Regions from separate parts of the Mus musculus genome. Here all the other regions are linked to region 3. The links are chromatin contacts, called in public HiChIP or PLAC-seq maps. All regions are on one chromosome and are shown on one strand. The core of a region is the stretch at or near the end of the contact, and the rest is flanking DNA. Distances in the headings are between cores, read along the strand shown.

Region 1 (2,700 bases), core at 166-2,665, 940 kb before region 3:
TTTGTGTGTTCTCACACCTTTTGTGCAATGCTGGGCACAACATAACTATGTTGAAAATAAAAATAAAATCTGTCATGGGTGGCCAGAAATACAGCTCACTGATAGGTCACTTCTATAACATGCATGGGGCACTACGATCAATTCCACGCGCCACCAGAAAATAACAGAATTATGTAAGAACACTACGGAAAAAAATTAATATTTGGAAGAAAAAAAATACCCAGCCCTTCATTATATACTTTGCATATTCTAGTTTTTCCCCCATCACCGGACTTGCTTTAAATGGAAGTGCATCTCAGGGATAAGCTTGTCTGAAACAGAGGTAAGGGTAACGAAAATATAGATCTTGATATATAAGTCTCGTGGTTAAAGGAAGCAGAAAGGAAACTTCAGATGAGTTAATTTATGGCACAAAATTAGGTCCCACATGATGTCAAACAGCTTGAAAATCTGAAGGAAACACTTGCATTTATTAGCAACTCTTGTACCGTGTGTGTCTGAACATAATTAAATGAGATAGTTCTATATGTCTGGTTAGTGGCCCCTGATAACAAATGGTGGTAGAGACCACCCCATAGATGCAGATGGACTTTGAGTCTACACAAGCTCCACAGAAAAAGATGTCCCTGAAAGTTTTTCCCAAGCACATTGAGACGCATTTGGGTGACAAGAAACCTACTTCCTGGGGCCCATCTCATGGTGAATGGTTCTGCCCCGTGGTCAGTAGGTTCACATTTTCACCCTTTTTAGCTGGAGGAAACTTTTCAGAAACAAAGCAAGACACACACTGTATTTCAATGAGTTCTCAGTTGAGGCTCTTACCGCTCCTGGAGTCCTATGGGCTTCATTCTGAAGGGAGAAGGGCAGACAGAGGTGGAGGTGCTGTTTCGAATCTCAGGAGTGCATTGGCCTTGAGGGTCCACAACCACGTTCAGCACCTTTGGCGCCTGATCGGGCTGGACCATGCTGTGGGTCGTCTTGGCCTCCGATTGTGCTTGCTGCCGTGCAATGGGTGATAGGTGGATCTCCTGGTTTTTCTCTTTATCTTGTCTTAAGGAAAGCTGAAGCCTTTCTTTTAACCTGTAAATAATCTACAAAAAAAAAAAAAAAAAAAAAAAGAGAGAGCGACATGAGGGCTTCTGTGAGATTTTTGTGTCCTGGATGACACACAGAATAGGGTCTTCTCTTCCCCACCTTAGAGGACTCATCAAAGTGAACCTTAGCGATAAAGTCGTCCCAGCCTCTAATATAAGTTCTTGGGTTTTGTGGCATTGAGATCATTTTCCTGCAAAGGATATGCTGGGTACATAAGTAAGATCAGCCAGCACAGTCAATCATCACCCAGCAGAGCACTAACTGCTCAATGCAGGCATAGGTTGGAGGTGGGGATGGTGCAGAGGCCAATGGCCTTTGACTGGTATTTCCAGTTGGGTTGGACATTCATCCTGAAAGTCTGTGCACATGAATGTGTTCCCCAAGGATAGATCCAAAAGGAAATTTAGCAATCATTCTACAAAGATGCCAGATGACAGTTGGATCATAGGAGTTTCTTGAAAAGGGAGGCCTTTGGAAGGAAGAGCTATAAAACATGGGCCTACGATTCTTAACAGAGATAGATAACTGCATCCATTTATAGCAAGAAAGCAAGACTTGTAAAATATTAATAAAAGAATAGTTACTCTATTAGCAATCCACTCTTATCTTGGTAAACAAGTCATTAGTCATACATCAACGTGAGAATCTGTTAAATACTAGGCAAAGCAGCAATGTGGGGGCATTCATCAAAGATAAAGATAAAAGTATCTTTCTGTGTTTTATGGGTTGTTGGTGTTTTGCCTGAACGTGCACCTGTGTACACATGGCTATGTACATGGCTGGTGCCTACGGAGGCCAGAATAGGATGCTGGATTCCAGGAACCGGAGTTATAGGTGGTTGTGAACCACCATGTGGGTGCTGAGAATAGAACCCTGGTCTTCTGGAAGAGCAGATTGTATGTTTGTACACTGGGCCTTCTCTCGCTTTGAAGCTTTTAAAAGAATGAGCCTGGTGGGACAGCCATGTCTATACAGTGTCTTCAGAATGGTTGATCCCTCCCATCTTTCCCTGCTGTGCCCTGTGACCCCAATATTCTCTCTCTACCTGTGTTCTTTTGCATTTCCCACCGCCATTTCTAAAGCCCCCATTTCCCTCCAGAACCGTAAGCATCTTTCTTGTTTCTTTGCTACTCACATTTACTTGATGCTGGCTCTGCTGTCCCAACTCCTACAAAAGCCAGATGTCCTAATATTTTTGCTAGTTTGTTGTCAGGTGTGGCTTGATGAGCTAATTCATGTGGACAAAGTGGTGACAAGTCACCATCTGCAGTTATTAAGGTGAACAGCACCCAGCATCCAGGATGCCTCAAGACATTGACTCCGTGGTTTAATTTCTAGGCTCCATCAGCTGAGCAGACATGAGTTTAGGAGGAATATTTCCTGGCTCTTTCTAGTCAGCATCCCTCTAGCTAATCATGAAATACATTATATCCTCCCTGTCTTTTCAAAGTTCTTTTGAAAAAAAAAGTCTACTTATTTCTATAATTTAAATCTTCTGGAAAATTTAAGCTCTCTCTCTGCACATATGTGGCCATATGTATGCATTCATCTAAAGGTATAAAATAAATACTTTTGAAATTTTATTTTAGAATATTAAAAATATTT
Region 2 (2,700 bases), core at 125-2,624, 570 kb before region 3:
AGATCTCTATTAAGCCTTTTACAGAAAGCTAAGAAAGAAAATGAATGTATTGGACCGATACCAGCCATCTGTTAAAGGCCAAAAGGCTCAGACACAAAAACCAGAGCTCCTTATCCTTAATGCATAAACTACTTTCCAATCCAGAAACAATGGAACTGTTTTCTGTTGCAGCATCCTGAGACATTTCCACTACTTTACTTGTGAGCACCTCTAATTATACCATATGTGTACATGTTCTCTCCCAAATCCCCCCTCACCCCCTCAGATCATGACATTTGCTTTTTCAATGTTAAATAATGTTTTCAATGCCCTTGGGAGCCATCATCAGACTTAAGCAAGGCATAATTTGCAAGAAACAAACCCTGTTGTTTGAAAGGATGGGTTGACGACACACCAAAATACTGACTTCGAAATACTAATACCTAGTCACTGGTTTAGCTGAATCTTATGATTAAATACTCTTAACTGCTTCTCCAGGGACTATTTCTTTCTTCCTGGGGGCTCTGAAAATGATCCTCTCATGCATTTACCACCCTGCCACCCACTAGTCAGTCACCTGTTTCAAACCTAGATGTCAAAGGGAGGGAACCAGAAGCCATGCTGAATCAAACTGTTTTCTTTGGAGTCTTTAAACAGAGTGCTGATTGGCATCATAGAACTGAGAATAATTGTCCTTTAATTAAGGGATATTTCCCCCTGTGTTTAGTCTTGCAACAATATGAAAACATTCGGGAAATGTTTATCCTCAGAGAACTTGAATACACCAGGCGTTTTGTTTTGGTTTGGTTTGGTTTAGTTTGGTTTGGTTTGGTTTTTTGGAGTCATTGGCTTCTTTTCAGTTCCCCAAACAGCCAGCGACAAACCAATGTAAATATTTCAATGGAAAATGTCTTTTCCCCCTTATCCTCTAGCTCTATGTAAGTCTGTTCTCAGTGGTGATATTTATCTCAAGTCTTCTTTCCTGAACAAAACTGAGAATTAAAAGAAAACTACTTACCCAGAACAAGAAGTTGAAGAAAAACATAGAATACTTTAAACAGCTGCTCACACCTGCCATTTCGGAGAAGGGGCAGCCACCAAGTTACAGTGGAATGAAGAAGTCCGTAGAAGGCTGTCCTGCGTAGGCTCTGACGGATTTTGCCTGCAGAGATCCGTGTGCCTGCAGCTTCGGGGGTAGAAATAGAGAGCAAAGAAGTAGACAGAAGGAACAGAAAAAAAAGAAAAAAAAAAAAACCAACAGTTATTGGAGTGGATAAAAAATTAACCCACACCTTTAAATATCTCAAACGTTATCTTCAGGCGAGTACATTCTTTTCCTTCTTATGGCTGCTAAGGCATTAGGTCAGGATATTTATGATGGCTTCTCAAAGCCCGCTCCCTCTAGAGTAAACAGATATCAAGTTATGGGAGTGGCTGGGGCAGAGGTGGAGAATGGCACAGCGAGATAGTAGGTGGATAGGCTGGCTGGCTGGCTGGCTGGCTGGTGTGGCTGCCCTCTCTTCTAACCCTGCGGAAATCGGCTGCCAGGCTCTCAAGTAAATGGGCCTTGTGTCTCACTTCGATTTGCATCCCCCCCCCCTTTTTTTAATTGATAGGAGCACAAAGTTCCTTTCAGCAATAGGTATTTGGAAACCTGCAAAGCATCCGGACTTAAGTTACCATAACTTCTTCTCCTCAACTTCAAATGAACAAGGAAACAAACATTAATTAGCCAAGTGTCTTGTTTGGTTGTTGTGTTGTTGTTGTTGTTGTTGTTCTTTCAAAGAAATCCCAAGGAGCTCCCTTAAATGCCTGCCACTTCCAATCATTAAAGGGGAAGTGGCCTGCCTTTGCGTGATCTCGTAAGAGCATTCATTCGGGGGTTTATTTTTATCTTTGTGTGAAAAGAAAAAAAAAAAAAAAAAAACAGGAAGGAAGGAAACTCTGAGGAGCTGCCCCTTTGTGTTTACTTATGACTCAGTAACCAGGCCTGATAGCTGGGTTTGTTTTTAAGGTAGACTCAGGTTTCTCTCTTCTGAGAAATGACCTACAGCAACAGTTCCACTCTAACTCCGTTTCTGGGTTCTGGGCAGCTGACAAAGAAAATTCCTTTGGGAACGCACTCGTGGACTACTGAAAGCTGCCCATTCAGCTGCTTCTGGTGCTACTGGGATGTTGCCTCCGCCAGGTAAATGCACCATTCTGCCATCTATTCGGGCAGAGGAAACGACCTGGGCCTTGGGTCTTTTCTTTTATACCACTCAGAGGGCCTCCCTCGCCCCCTAAGTAAAACAATTGCATACTTCAAGGGTCTGTTAGGAAAACAATTCCCTAAAAACTTCATTAAATACAATTAAAACAAGTGACTGGGGTCTCTCTCTCTCTCTCTCTCACACACACACACACACACACACACACATCTTTCTAATTTTCACCAATATCTGCCTTTACTTTGTAACTGTTAAAATACATTTCTGATGCATTATTAGCAATAACATTAAATGTAATAGGTGAGAGCTAGGATTAGTTCGCCAAGTAATACTGAACGTGAGAAGCTCATGGATCAGTAGGACAATGAGCTTCAGGAATCTGTTCCTGCCCACTGCAGCCCTGGGCCCACCAACGTATACCGTCGGCCTCTCCTGTCTTTGACTTAGATGCTGGACTCCAGACACTTTCCTGTCTGAGCCCTCATCTCCTCAGCCCATGGCCATTATGATC
Region 3 (2,700 bases), core at 38-2,537:
AATATAGTGAGGTTTCTCCTTTAACCACATTACTCCATCCTTCTGAGATAGCAGAAGAATCTAGTTTTGATTATTCAGACTCCGGTTACTACCCACAATCAGTTGGCTTGGGGAAGTCTGGTCTACTGATAAGCCCCTGTGCTCTCTCGCTGTCAACTCACTGCGCTCTTGCTTCCTTAATGGCTGGCAGATGCGTTGCTTTACCGAGCAGTGAGAACTTGGGCACTGGGATCTAGGGCTTGCTTGGAATCTCTGATATTTGGTGGTCAGAGTCCCTCCTGGGGCTAAGCATGCATTCTCCTGTAAGACTTAGGCACCTCCCTCCCCGATTAGATTCCTGATACTCACAGAACCTGCAGATCACGTTTTTCTGCTGTTACCTCAGGCAGCCTGAAAAGGCTCTAACTCAGCGGGCAGGCACGACTCTTGTGTGGGTGAAACGACACTTTTACAGGGGTCTCTTAAGGCTATAGGAAAATACAGATACTTTACGGTTCATAATAGCAGTAATGTTACAGTTATGAAGTAGTAACAAAAACAACTTTTTGGTTGGGGTGGGGTCCGCACCAAAACATGAGAAACTGTATTAAAGGGTCGCAGCATTAGGTAGGTGGAGAACTATTGCTAACTGCTCTAAGATGTCAATTTTATTGTGTACCGGAGCTAAGTCTCAGGGTGCTGCGCTGAGAAGGAATTAGATTTTGAACTTAATAGTTTACCGATCTGTTTCCAAACATGGGGGAGATCCGTATGGCCATACATGATCCTTTACATGCAGATGCTTGGGTGAATTTTAGGAATTGAAATCATAACCACTAAGCTGTGGAGGCACCCTGAACTCTGGAGCGATAAAGGGCCTTGTAGTAACTACAGTTCCTATAAAAATACCATGCTCAAGGTCATGCGTGAGTGACAGCAACAATACTCATGTTCAGAATCCTCTAATATCAAGGGGAAAAGTCTCTGCGTGTATTAGCTCCAGGGCTGATGTTCAAGGCGATTCCAATTTTACCGTGACTTATTTAAAGCAAGAAAGCTGTGGCATCGTGTTCTGGGTCTAAACAAGGTGCTCCTTCCATCACACCCAAGAGACTCGCCAGCCGTTCCCCAAGTTAAAAGTGCCACGCCCGAGCAAACTTCAAAAGCCGTAGACTTCTATTTAAAATGTGGGGGAAGCACGCGCACGCGCAGTACGGCACGACGGCTCCACCCTCTTAGCATCCTCACCACGCATGCGCCTAACTGCTGTTCCCGCTCCTCCCCGCCCCTTTCCCGCCCGGATGTTATTTTAGCCCGACCGGATGTTGTTGTGAGTCCGAGAGCCACGTGAGGTTGTGCTACGTCATCACCAGGCACGCGCGGGGGAACATGGCGGCGGCGGGTGTTGTGAGCGGGAAGGTGAGTAACGGCACCGGCTGGTGCGGGTGCTCCTGACCGGTGGCCTGCGGCTGGCGGGCGGGCGGGCGGCCGCCGAGGGGCAGGCGAGCCAGGTCGGCTTCAGAGGAGACCGGCGTGTGACAGCGAAGGGGCTCCGCGGGGTGCGAGCTGCCCCTCCGGGGTGCTGGCTGGGTGAGCGCGGGGTTAGACGGTTCCTGCTCCCAGGCGGTGCAGGCCTGGGCGTTTGTCCCCGGCTCTGCCCCGCAGCGCGGATCCTTTCGGGGACCCCTGAATCCGTTCCTTCCCCCTGTGACTCTGGTTCTTTACGTCTGCCCTTCCGACCGTAAAACCTTCTCTTGTAAAAAGCCTTTGGCCACCCTGGCTTGCTTGGCTCTCTGTCGTCTTTGGGGGAAGGCGTCGAGTCACCATGCAGAGGAGCTGACCAGGAGCTCTGCAACTCTGTCCTCAGAGCTTGGGGTCCTGTTCGAAAAATTACCCAGATGGTTAATGGTTGCGGGCGTTAGGTTGGGAACTGGCGATTGACACCGCGCTGGGCTCATCTAGAAAAGCCTTTATGAAAACGTTTGTTTCCTAGATGTCTTCGGGGGCGTTTCTGTGTGTGGGTGTCTGCCCTGCTGTTTTACAGGAGGCTCTGTCAGTGACACCCTCACAGTGGGCTAGGAACCACCATTAGGTACGGAGATTAGATTAGATTAGCAGTTTATATGCAGAGAGACAGCTTGTGCGAATATAGGGTTATCTGCTTCATGCGATGCACCTGACTGCGTTTCCCAGTGGCGAGTTATTTCGCAAACGTCAGTGACCGGCTGGTAATGACTCAGAGCACTAAGACCTGTTTACTTGTTGCAGATAGCTTCCGCTGTTCCTTCAGTTCCACGTAGTATGTTTCGCTGCTTTTCTCCTCGTTTTGAACTTGACAGCGTTTGTGCAGATTTAGATTGTGGAATAACAAATACCGGCCTTATCTTCGGTGCAGATCTGAATTGTGACCTTGGGAAATTGGATAATTGAGGCTTCTCTGTTCTTCGTCTTTATCTGCAGAACGGAAGGGATGCCGGGCATCCTGTATTGGAGTGCTTAGGGGTAGACGCAACAGAAGCGCTTATACGTTACGTAGTCTTGCTCTTTCGAAAAATTGGTTGGGCATCCTTTTAGGGTATACTTATATCCTTGCCCTTTTAAAATATTTTTGGTCTTTTTTATTTGAGATGAGTGCTAGTCATCTCTTGATTCATTACAAATTAGAAAGTTTATCTTGGTGTTTTGGGCTGGGCCAATCTGGTACTTTCCAAGATGAGATCT

What was found. HiChIP or PLAC-seq counts read pairs in DNA pulled down with a chosen protein or histone mark.
Region 1: a FOXA1 HiChIP or PLAC-seq map of pancreatic cancer cells shows a contact between it and region 3. The contact joins the enhancer-like site here to the promoter of Tbc1d15 in region 3. A contact is called at or near these places in 4 of 39 promoter capture datasets (cranial neural crest, embryonic stem cells, liver and 1 more) and 2 of 115 datasets of contacts at active chromatin or transcription factors (extraembryonic endoderm stem cells and pancreatic cancer cells).
Region 2: a FOXA1 HiChIP or PLAC-seq map of pancreatic cancer cells shows a contact between it and region 3. The contact joins the promoter of Tspan8 here to the promoter of Tbc1d15 in region 3. A contact is called at or near these places in 1 of 39 promoter capture datasets (erythroid cells) and 1 of 115 datasets of contacts at active chromatin or transcription factors (pancreatic cancer cells).

What each region holds. Positions count from the first base shown.
Region 1 is chr10:116,186,591-116,189,290 of GRCm38.p6, reverse strand. It overlaps Ptprr (protein tyrosine phosphatase, receptor type, R), which reads right to left. Exons shown (of 14, transcript NM_011217.2): 6 at 823-1,091. Among named protein-coding and RNA genes, the nearest start is that of Taf7l2, 74 kb to the right of the region's middle. Within about 2 kb of position 1,415, at least 3 of the 459 cell types and tissues checked have an H3K27ac peak or open chromatin away from gene starts, as enhancers often do. A contact at or near this core is called in pancreatic cancer cells, where this site is marked.
Region 2 is chr10:115,815,958-115,818,657 of GRCm38.p6, reverse strand. Tspan8 (tetraspanin 8) reads right to left here and starts at 1,374. Exons shown (of 8, transcript NM_146010.2): 1 at 998-1,374. The coding sequence starts at 1,057.
Region 3 is chr10:115,250,080-115,252,779 of GRCm38.p6, reverse strand. It overlaps Tbc1d15 (TBC1 domain family, member 15), which reads left to right and starts at 1,287. Exons shown (of 17, transcript NM_025706.3): 1 at 1,287-1,398. The coding sequence starts at 1,369.